Regions from separate parts of the Zea mays genome. Here region 1 is linked to region 2. A link is a contact called in public Hi-C data. All regions are on one chromosome and are shown on one strand. The core of a region is the stretch at or near the end of the contact, and the rest is flanking DNA. Distances in the headings are between cores, read along the strand shown.

Region 1 (5,372 bases), core at 256-2,755, 260 kb before region 2:
CACGCTCCACCTCTTATTTGGAAGCAGCAAGAACTGTCAATAGAATAGTTGGGCAGTGGCGACATACAGTGATTACCCATTCATATACTGAAGACATGTCAGTGGCATTCATGGATCCAGGAATCAGTAGTAATTGTCATGAACTGGCAAAAATAGTTGAGAGAATGTCTCACCAAATGCTGCCTGTGCAAGCTCAACATATCTGTTGTACCTCCTGCCTGGCACAGCCTCATGAAGCTTCACTAGGATCCACAGTGTGTACAGTTGCCAGAAATAAGCAATAGTCAATGAAATTATCCCCCAGCTCCTGCAGTCCAAACAGTCATAAACAGTGATATGTCAGAAACGGTTCTAAACTTCAGCCACAATAATTCATTGAAGACTTCATTGGCTGAGAAGGTTGAAACCCAGTCCCAACTGGAAGCCACAACAAATGGTAAAAAATGAGAACAAGATTTTTTCCCCTTTTTCAGTTGCGATAAAGAAAGTACAATTTACCAATTAGTTGCATTTTATTTGTTCTAAGTTACACATGCTATGATTACAACAATTCAACAAACTTCAAATCAGAGAAGGAAAAAAATACGAAACCAAAGTAGTTCATGAACATATGAAATGAAGCCTGCAATAGTACCAACCTGAATTATAACTGAATGTAGCAAACGTTTACCAGACAATAAATTTGAGAAAAAGACATTAGCAAACTTGCTCCTCAAGATCTTTTACTTGCGGTCTTCCTTCTTGAAATTAACAGACTTAATCATAGGGAGTTAAGAAAACTCATGTCCCCAGATGGATCTTACTAATAGGTCTCTATGTTTGGTATTTTGGACAGATGTGGAGTGAGGACTGGGCCATCTCACCCAAATTCAGCAATCAAAATGGTTTGTGCCGGCGCCCACGACCAAGTCGAATGGCATTGACACGGCCCACGGGCAGGCGTGGTCAAGGCAAGTGAATAAGAAGTGGAAAATAAAGCTTGAAACACAGCAACCAACATCACCCAGTCACTCCTCAGAAAGAAGGCGCCATTAACAAAAGCAGAGAAAGCATGGCAGCAGCAGCAACGCTAACTTGAAATAAGCAACGGAGAATGGAGGCGAGCAGGAGCAGTGGACTGCTTTCTTACCAGCCGAGGTCCGGGAAGGCGAGCGGGAGGAGAAGTGCCTGGAAGCCGAGGCCGGCGTTGAGGGAGTGGAAAGCGGCGTAGCGGGCGTTGCCGCCGCGGCTCTCGGTGACGGGCAGCCAGGCGTCGCGCGGGTCGAGGCGCGTGAGGTGGCCCACGTCCTCCAGGTACCCGCGCAGGCCCTCCACCACGCGACGCCCTGGGGTCCCGGAGCCCTTGCTCCTGCCGCCGCCGCCCCCGCCCGCTCCGGTCGGCGTGGCCGCGCCCTCCGGCGTCGACAGACCGTGCGGCGTCGCCGGGATCGACACCAGCTCTGGCTCGCTCGCCGCGCCCTCCGCCGCCATCGCCATTGCCGTCGCTGCAGTTCTTGGGGTTCGCGAGGGAGTGATGTTTTGGAATGGGAGCTCGGGCTGGCGTTGGAAGCTGTGGAAGAAAAGGTGGCGCAGGGGAGTGTGCGGTGTGTTGTGTGTGGCGGTGGGGCGGGGTGGGGCCGCGGAGGACAGTGACTTCCGTGTCGGGGAAGAGAGAGAGAGACGCGACGCGACGCGACGCGACTGATAAGTGAAATGAATTGTGGGATTTTTGAGAAACATGCAATTGGCAGTTTACACTGTCAATTTCGAAATTTGCTACATACTATTATAACTTTTTGGTTCTTTGTTAAAAAACATTATACAGAATATTTTATTTATTTATTTTCCAGTTTTAGATCTAGTTTGGAATTCAAATCACCTTCGGAACTGAGAAGGGAGAATAGATCGATTTTGGAGAAGGTCGATTTTGGAGAAGGTGGAGAAAATATCTAATCTATCGTCGTCTTCAACATTCGGTGGTTCAATGACTTTTACCATACCATACCGCCACTGCCCTCTCATCGTCGTTCAACGCTGGGCCTCGTGAGAAGAGTCGCTGCACTGCCGCTGTGCATGATGCTTTCGTGGCCACAGTGGCGGGTGTTGGTCGGTTGACGTGCATAAGACTGTCCGCAGCGGTTACCCTTAAATTTTCTCCCCTATAACACTTTTTTTGCGTCACATCATCAACATTTCATCCTCTATTATTTCATCTACCGCAGCGGTTCCCTCTATTTTCTCCCCCTATATCTCACTACAACCATAAAATATTATTTCATATACTACTTTTTATCCACTATCAATTTTTCTTGTACTAACAATTAGAACCGGACCCACAGCACAGTACAAGGAAGAGTAGACGAGTGCGCGCTGCATCCAGCGGGAGAGAGAAGAGGTGAGCGTGTGCGCTGCGTCGTGGAGAGCACCGTAGGGGCAGCGCTGCAGCGTTTAGAGGCTACCTGTTGCCTCTACGCGAGGGGAGGGGGAGCAGCAGCGTGAGCCGCTGCAGACAGTCTAAGGGAAAGGCGGCTGCTTCGCTCGACCTTGGCCGGCGGCTAGGACGGATGCGCACTGTAGTGTCGGCAGCGGTGCGCTTGCTCTTCTCTGCACGAAACGAGAGGGGCGTACGGCGCCGAGGCCTGGATGAACGGGCGACCGATGACGGTACACGACCATGCAACGGCGAGCACGTCAAAGAACCAGGAAGGAGTCATGTCCGGCGCCCATGCCGCGCTGCAACTCACAGCACAGAGGCAGGAGCCGGTAGAAAAAAACACTCGGGCGGCGCCTTGCGAGCAAAGAGGCAGTGGAGGCCTGGGGGCGGTACAGAAACCCACACGGTGAATGATGTGTGAGCAAATTCGGCCAATGAAGTAAATGCTGCACGTGTAGTGCGAGGTGAGAGAGAGGGGAGCGCGACTGTATACTGTAGCCAGCGCGTGTTATGTCATGTCCTGGCGTGTCCCGTGTGCGTCCGCCGTCGTGGGGAGCTGAGCAGTCGGATGCGTTGAGAAACCAGTCTTGGGCCTGAAGGCCTACGTAGCTCATCTAGTTAAAACTTAGCTTTGCACTACAACGAGAGAACCTTAAGAGCTGAATATATAAATAAGAATATCAGTTTTTTTCTATCTTTATCTCATATGATTATGTGTTAGGAGCCTTTAGACTACACACTATATATTGTAACCTTAAGAGCTGAATATATGAATAAGAATATCAGTTTCTTCCATATCTTTGTCTCATTTGTTTATGTGTTAGAAGTCTTTGGACTACACACGGTAGCAAAAGGTTCTTAACACGTTATAAGCACGAGGCTCTACTAAGAAGATCGAGCAAAAACAGTGAAAAAGGTATTGAATACATGTATTTTATATATTGTGTTTTGTAGTACCAGTTATCTACTCCGGCACCGCACAAGCAGGCAAACAACCAACTAGACGCCTCGGCGATATGGTGCTCGAGCATAGCGCTGCTGCCACGGATGTCGCCTCCGCTGCACATGGCGGGCGATGTGCAGGCCGCACTGCTGCATCTTTGCTGGCAAACTAGCGTGCTACCACTCAAGTACGTTGTGAGCCTGAGCCGTTGGATCGTGCTGCCGCCTCGCAGGAAACCCGCGCCGCCAGCCAAAGCCACAGTGTGCGGCTGTCACTCACATACGTCGCCGACCAGAGCCGACGCGTCAGCCGCCGCCGCACCTTTGATGGTGAGTTGGTGCACCGCCGCTCGTGTGTGCCGTAAGCCCACGTCGCCTCATAGATAATCCAGCCCCGCCTGTCCGAGCCACCGCTCGCGAGCGCTTTTGTCGCTGCCACACAGGCGAAGCCAGAGCCGCAGGTCCGCACCAACGCCGCCGACACAACGGGGAAGGCTAGCGTGCTAGCAATCGCTACGGCTTGGAAACTGTCAGACGTGCGAACGCAGTCGTCTCTACCTTCCTTGTCCATCGAATAAATCACTCCATGTGTGCATCGAACAAGGAAAAAGAAAGACTGAGAGAAAAAATAAAGAAAAGGGAGAGGGAATGCGCGGGAGAGAATGAAGAAAAAAAAGAGAGGGGAGGACCGAGAAGTAAAGATGGTGGTTGACTAGGGGAAACCCTTATGTCGCCATCGGTCACCCTTGTGGGCTGAAATGGACCTCGAATGCCTTACATGCTTTATAAATTTTATCAGAAAATTGCACAGTGCACAATGAACCATAAAAAAGAGAAGGTTCTGCAGTACCTCTTGAACTATAGAAGAAGTTCAAAAATAACCATGCTGAAAAATATACGAAATATTTTCATGCAAGATAAATAAATTGGGATCGGAGTTATTCTCTATGTATACATTTATATATTGTACTACTTACTTAGCATGTTATTATAATTATGAATTTGTATTTAAGGTGCAACAAGAAATTACAAGAAGTAATTTTCCTCATTGTATAGATGTATATTTTTTATACATAGTAATGTTTTAAGAAAAATGCATGAAGGCCCAGAATACTTTTAAATTTATAAGAAGTAAATCTTGAAGCACATAATGAAAATACCTACAAAGGATATCACACGAAGGATTCCACATTGCATCCAATGTATATGATATGAAGCACACTTTATGTTGTGCATATTAGCAGAAAGCACATTAGATACTATGGAAGTCCTACATAAAGTAATGGACTCAATTTTTATTTTCTCAAAAGTATATGGAGCATTTTCTCGAATGTAAGAACAATTACATCCAATATATCCAAAATAACAAGAAGTGTTTCGAAAATTATGAAAATCGCAAAGATACACACATAAGCATAGATTATGTCATAAAAGGATCATGGATTAAAGGTAATTTTATGGTATTATTTATTACTTTTATCCAATACATTTATGAAATTGCTAAGCGCTATTGTATTTTCAAGGCTATTGAATTTCATAAGAAGTATACCATACATATATGATCAAAATCCCATTAATATATGATCATGAAGGCATATGATGAACTACTTTAGAATCTTGCGTAATAAGTCATAGCAGGACCTTGTAGATCTCTGTTTAACCATTGCATCCATCATTGAAAAGATGGGCTTGAAGCAATTATAGAAGACTTATAAGTGTGGTTCTCAGTGGGAGATTTTTGCATAATCATAAATCGAATCTTGATCATGAAGTTCAAATACCCAATCATAATCTTGAAGGTTAAAGGAAGATAAAGGTGATTTGTATTCTTTTACCCTTAGGTGAGTTTTCAATAGAAGTTTCTCACATAAGGTTTTAAATGAGGCAATCGTGCAACACAACAAAGCATGAGCTATGTACTCTTTCTCCAAATTTTTCCCACTAGGTTTTGTGGAGTTTTGAGACATGCATCTCGCAGCAAGAGGGCCAAGGGGGAGTGTTTAGAAACCAGTCTTGG
Region 2 (5,137 bases), core at 700-3,199:
AGAACCACTACAATCGGAGTTACGGTTAAGGAGTTATGATTTTATAGAGGATTTATGTGATTAAAATATTAAAATATATTATAAATTGGTTAATATAAATCATATGAGAGGTTATTCTATAAATAAATTATCTCAACTTTAATCTAGGTTATGAATTGACCATAGATCATCTTCTAGTAGACTATAATGATAAGTAGATTAACAAGACTATCCCACATAAATTAAATAAAGATCTAATTAGAAAAGAATGAGACATGATATAATAAATGTTGTTACTACGTAGTAAATATTTATACGGGACTAACGCAACTTGAACGGATCAAATCGGAGTTCAAACGAAGAAGTTATGAATTTCCAAAGTTTGTATGTATTTGATATGAGATTAATTAGGAGATCAATTTTATTATTATTTTCATGACAAAACAGATACACTAAGTATTAAACAATATTAATACAAAATTATAGGAACTAGAATGGATTAAAAAGGAGCTAGTTGAATTTTCTATGAATTATACAAGTTCCTACAATTATTTTTGTACTATAAATCACTTTCCATAATGTTTTTCTCAATTTCCTTGGTCACTTGACTGCGCATCGAATACGGAATAGTGCAGGGATTGATCTACAAAAATTCCCTAGACTCAGATTCCTACCAGAGAGGACTGCGGGTTGATTACTGTGAAGATCTGGGGCTCTTACGCAAAAGTGGCATGGTGAAGGGGTACGGGTCTTTCTGAGCCGCCAGATCGCGAATCAAGGGTTTGGATTAGAAACCTCTCACATCTAAATTGGTATACGACATGCTGCGTTGGATTCGTGATCAAGGGCCGAGGATATGCCACACCCCCACCACACCGAGCCACATGATCCCAGATCGACGCTCACCCATCAAAGTAGGCAAAGGATACCCTCACATCTAATCCAACGCGTTGGCAAAAGATCCAATGGCCAGGACCCGATCTTCTTCCCTCAGTTTGCCTGCCGTGGAGACGTGCGAGTACCGCGGCGGAGCTACCGGCGGCGAGCAGCGCGCCTGGTGCCCCGGAGCCCCATTTACCCAACCGGAAGGTTCAATACGCAGGGGAGATTATTACGAGCTAATTGGTAGGTGTTTACCCCGGTGCTGTAGCGCGGGCGCTGCCGCCCACGGGAGCAGTAGCATGGCGGCGGAACATCCGACATCGACGAGCAATTAGGGCACTTCGGGTGGGTCTCTTCGCACGGCCAACATACGCCTACACGCGGGATGATGCGGCAGTTTGTCTAGACCACCCAATTCGTCCCGTGCGGCGGCGCACGAGAATCGCCCCGCGGCAGCCCCAAGGTTCGGTGGCGGAGGACTTCTCCGATGAGAAATTTCCCATGTTTGGCCGGCTCCCCAAGCCCAGTGACTCCCCGCGTGCACTTCAGACCCGACGATGAAGCCACGGGTCCAAACACCTAGAGGAGAGTCGATGCGGACGGAGGTCACTAGTGGTGGTGGGTGCGAAAACGGCCGAGCGGCGCTCTTTCCTCCCCAAATCTCTCCCTACACGCGGTGGTGTTGACGGCTTTGCACAAGGGTAGGCAGGAGAGGTAACAGGAAGCCCGACCAGCGCTTAAATCCTGGCGGAGCTCGGTTCCAAATCTACTACCTACCGAACCGCGATTGGCGCGGGCAGTTGAGCTCCGGCTCCGCCCAGTACGGCGTTCCGTGAGAACGACTCGCGCCGGGATGAACAAACTGAGCACGCGATCCATGTGCCAGTGATAGCACCGGAGGATAGACTCAGGCCAGCGCGGGTTTCGGATCGAGGGGTATCCCATTGAACAGATCGCGGCAGATTCCGGAATGGAAGGCTGGCCATGCGGAACGGAGGTGGATAACAGGGGAAGACAATAGAGCTGTCCTAGCAGGCCCATCCGTCATCGCCACAACATGGAGCAATCCGCGCGCGCGTCGTGTGTGACTGCCAGACGGGACCCGCGTGGCAGTGAGTGCGTGTGAGACCGGCCCACTCGTCAGCACCGGCGGAGGTATTCCTGGGCCAAGGAGAGGGGAGAGGGAAAAGGAGGTGGGCCGCGGGGTGACGAATTCAGCCCAAGACGCGTCTTATTTTCTTATTTTCTTTTTCTTTTTATTTCCTTTTCTTCTCAATTTCTTTTCTTATTTATTTTCAATTTTAAATTCAAAGTTCATGGCAAATTCGTCTTCACATTTATATGTTCAATTCCTCTGAACATAGCATGGATAAGTTTTATTTATTTATAAATTTATTTTGTTTTGCATAGTGTTTTCGCTCTTGCTTTATATATATTATTTCCTATTTCCATTTTCCAATTCCTAAATTGTATCTTTGGGTTAAATCCCAATTCTCATCTCATTAATATATTCACACATTATTCCTTTTTGACTTAAAAATTCAAATTCAATACATACTCAAAATCAATTATGAAGCAAATAGATATCTATTTATTCTAATTAATTTATTTGTTTGATAAATGTTTGAAATATGAAACACACTCATATTATTCCTTTCTTTTTAGAAAAATAAAATTTTGAATGTGGGATGAGAAATAAAAGTCACTTCAAAATTTGATATTCATGCAAATAAATGCTCATGGTGCATCATTTAATGATATGCATAATTATTTAGTTGGATAGAAAACTTTTCTATTTTTCCAAAATAATTCTTCGTTTTCAAAATTCAGTCCTCGATTCTCAGTACTCAAGTATAATTCGAGATTTCTGAATTTACTATTTTTTTTTCTTATACAAATTTTGGGCCTTACAAAAGTTGAGCAGGAACTTGTCGCGAAGCCCTTTCCAGGACTCGATGGACAGTGGCGGTAACTTGGTGTACCAAGTTAAGGCCAGGCCTTCGAGTGCGATGATGAAGGACTTGGCCAAGGTGGCGTCGTCCCCTCCGGATGATGCGACGACGACCTGGTAGCTCATGATGTACTGAGCTGGGTCGGTGCTGCTGTTGTATTTCGGGTAGGTGCCGGCCCTGAAATTGACGGGCTAGGGTGATGCTTGGAGCTGCAGAGCCAGAGGACTTCACTCGTCGAGATAGTTGATCCCCTGGAAAGCGGCGGCTGGTGGAATGAAGGCGTCGCGTTGTGGTTGGAATGGGTCTCCGGCTTGAATGTATTGCTGGAGAGGCGTTGGCGGTGCGAGGGGTCCGCGCTGCAAGTTTTATTGGCCTTCGCCTTGTATGAGCGTGATCTCTTGCTCTAGCTCCTGAGCTCTCTGCTCCTCATCTTGTATCATGTAACACACCTTGGCTTGCATGGTGACTCGTTGGCGCTTGGCTTCGAGGATTTCTTTCTGCTTTTGCAGATGGTTGTTTTTTATGCGTAGAGCTCGTAGCTTTAGCTGGTCTTCGGCTGAGATGCTGATGACTTCTCCATCCTCTATGGTGTCTTCGCCCTCTGGCGGAGCGAAGCCTAGTGGTGGTGCTTGTGGTGCGCCCTCGGAACTGCAGGTGCGTACAGTGCCATCGGGGGTGGGGTGGTCCTGGCGCTGTCTCTTGCTATTGACAGCGTTATCTTCGAAGGCCTCTTGGGGGGTGGTGTCCGCGAGGGCCTTGCCTTTCTTCTCCGCCAGTAGTGCTGCCTTCGTCGCGTCGTCAATGGATGCGGTAGCCTTCGAAGTTGCTCTCTTGGGGGCCATCGCAGGTTGTTTTTTCGTCACACGAACGGTGGGCGCCAAATGTTGGAACCTACCCTTTTAGACAGGTTGATCCAACGGGGGAATGGGAAGAGAGTTTGTGCTGCTAACACGGGATGTCAAAAGCCACGTTAATCTCCCTGTGCCTGGGCATAGTACGGGGGTATTTATAGGTACTCGAGGGGCTTCTTGTCCCTGTCAAAGACATTTAGACCCTTGAGTACCTGGTTTATCCCCATAATATTCCCACAAGGGGAGGTTACAGACAGTCATTACGGTAAACTTTATTATAGACACGACCCAAATCACGCATGTCCACGTGGGCCCCAACTCTGTGGGCCGAACCGTACATGGGCCTCTCCCCGTGGAAAGGAAGTGGGAGGTCCCGTAGACTTCGGCGGGGTCGTCATCTTGTCTTGTGTGAGCGAAGGGGGTCGAACAGGCCTCCATCCGGTTCGCGCCCTTGGCCTGTCCGGCGGGCTCTATGGATCCAGCCTTCGCCTGCGCAAGGCGAGGACAAAGTCGACGAGCGAAGGGTGGTGTGTTCGCCTTCGTCCCAACAGTCATTAAGGAGAACGTGGGGAGGGAGAGAGGGAAACGGCCGGGCACGCGAGGGAGAGGAGGGAACGCGGGGTCGGGCTCGACCGAGGGCGCTCGGCGCGGACGTCGAGGGGCATGGGTCGCGGCGGCATGGCGGCTTGGCCAGGCGCGCGCGAGGGTGTGGCGGCGTGGCCAGGGAGGAAGACGAGGGGGCCCTGACGGGTGGGCCCCACGCATCATAGGGAGAGAGGGAGGAGGGGGTTGGGGGTGCGGCCGGTTGGGCCTATTGGGCCGAAATGGCCGGTTTGGCTAGGTTTTCGGTTTTCGTTTTTTTTCTTTTTTTCTTTTCTTATTTAAAAATATAAACAAATATATTTTTAAAAATTCTAAAAATTATAATAATTATATCAAAATTATTTATAACTAAAATATTTATTTTTGGACCAATATTTCTATATTATTTAATTGGATTTTCAATATAAAAGAATTCTACTAAACATCCAAAAATAAAAAATGAGCAAATAAAATTATTCTAGATGCAAATAAATATCAAACATTAGAAGAAAAATTCATTACCATAATTACCACTAATAAACTAAATGCATTATTTTTAGTTGATGGTTTTTATAGTGTTTCAAATCTATCCCCTTAAAAGAATCTCGTCCTTGAGATTAAGCAACTTCTGAGAATAACTGGGGAAATTCTGCTCTAAGTTCATCTTCTCTTTCCCAAGTGGCCTCATCTTTTGAATGATGACTCCATTGAACTTTACACTTGTTGATAACTTTATTCAGTGTAATTCTGCGAGATGTTTCCAGAATTCTGACAGTGTACTATGAATAAGTCAAATCTTCCTTAAAATTGTGTTCTTCCATAGGTAATTGCTCCTCCGGTACTCTTAAGCATTTTTAAGTTGTGACACATGAAATACGTCATGCACATCTG

Evidence for each region. Hi-C and Micro-C count contacts between places; a contact is called where the count stands out from the background.
Region 1: a Hi-C map of tassel shows a contact between it and region 2, with 3 times the contacts expected there. The contact joins the promoter of LOC100381796 here to the enhancer-like site in region 2. A contact is called at or near these places in 3 of 25 Hi-C or Micro-C datasets (ear, endosperm and tassel).

What each region holds. Positions count from the first base shown.
Region 1 is chr3:91,027,448-91,032,819 of Zm-B73-REFERENCE-NAM-5.0, reverse strand. It overlaps LOC100381796, which reads right to left and starts at 1,505. Exons shown (of 5, transcript NM_001174593.1): 1 at 1,130-1,505; 2 at 174-307. The coding sequence starts at 1,476.
Region 2 is chr3:90,768,718-90,773,854 of Zm-B73-REFERENCE-NAM-5.0, reverse strand. No RefSeq gene overlaps it. Among protein-coding and RNA genes, the nearest start is that of LOC118476680, 21 kb to the left of the region's middle. Within about 2 kb of position 1,949, at least 18 of the 20 cell types and tissues checked have an H3K27ac peak or open chromatin away from gene starts, as enhancers often do. A contact at or near this core is called in ear, endosperm and tassel, where this site is marked.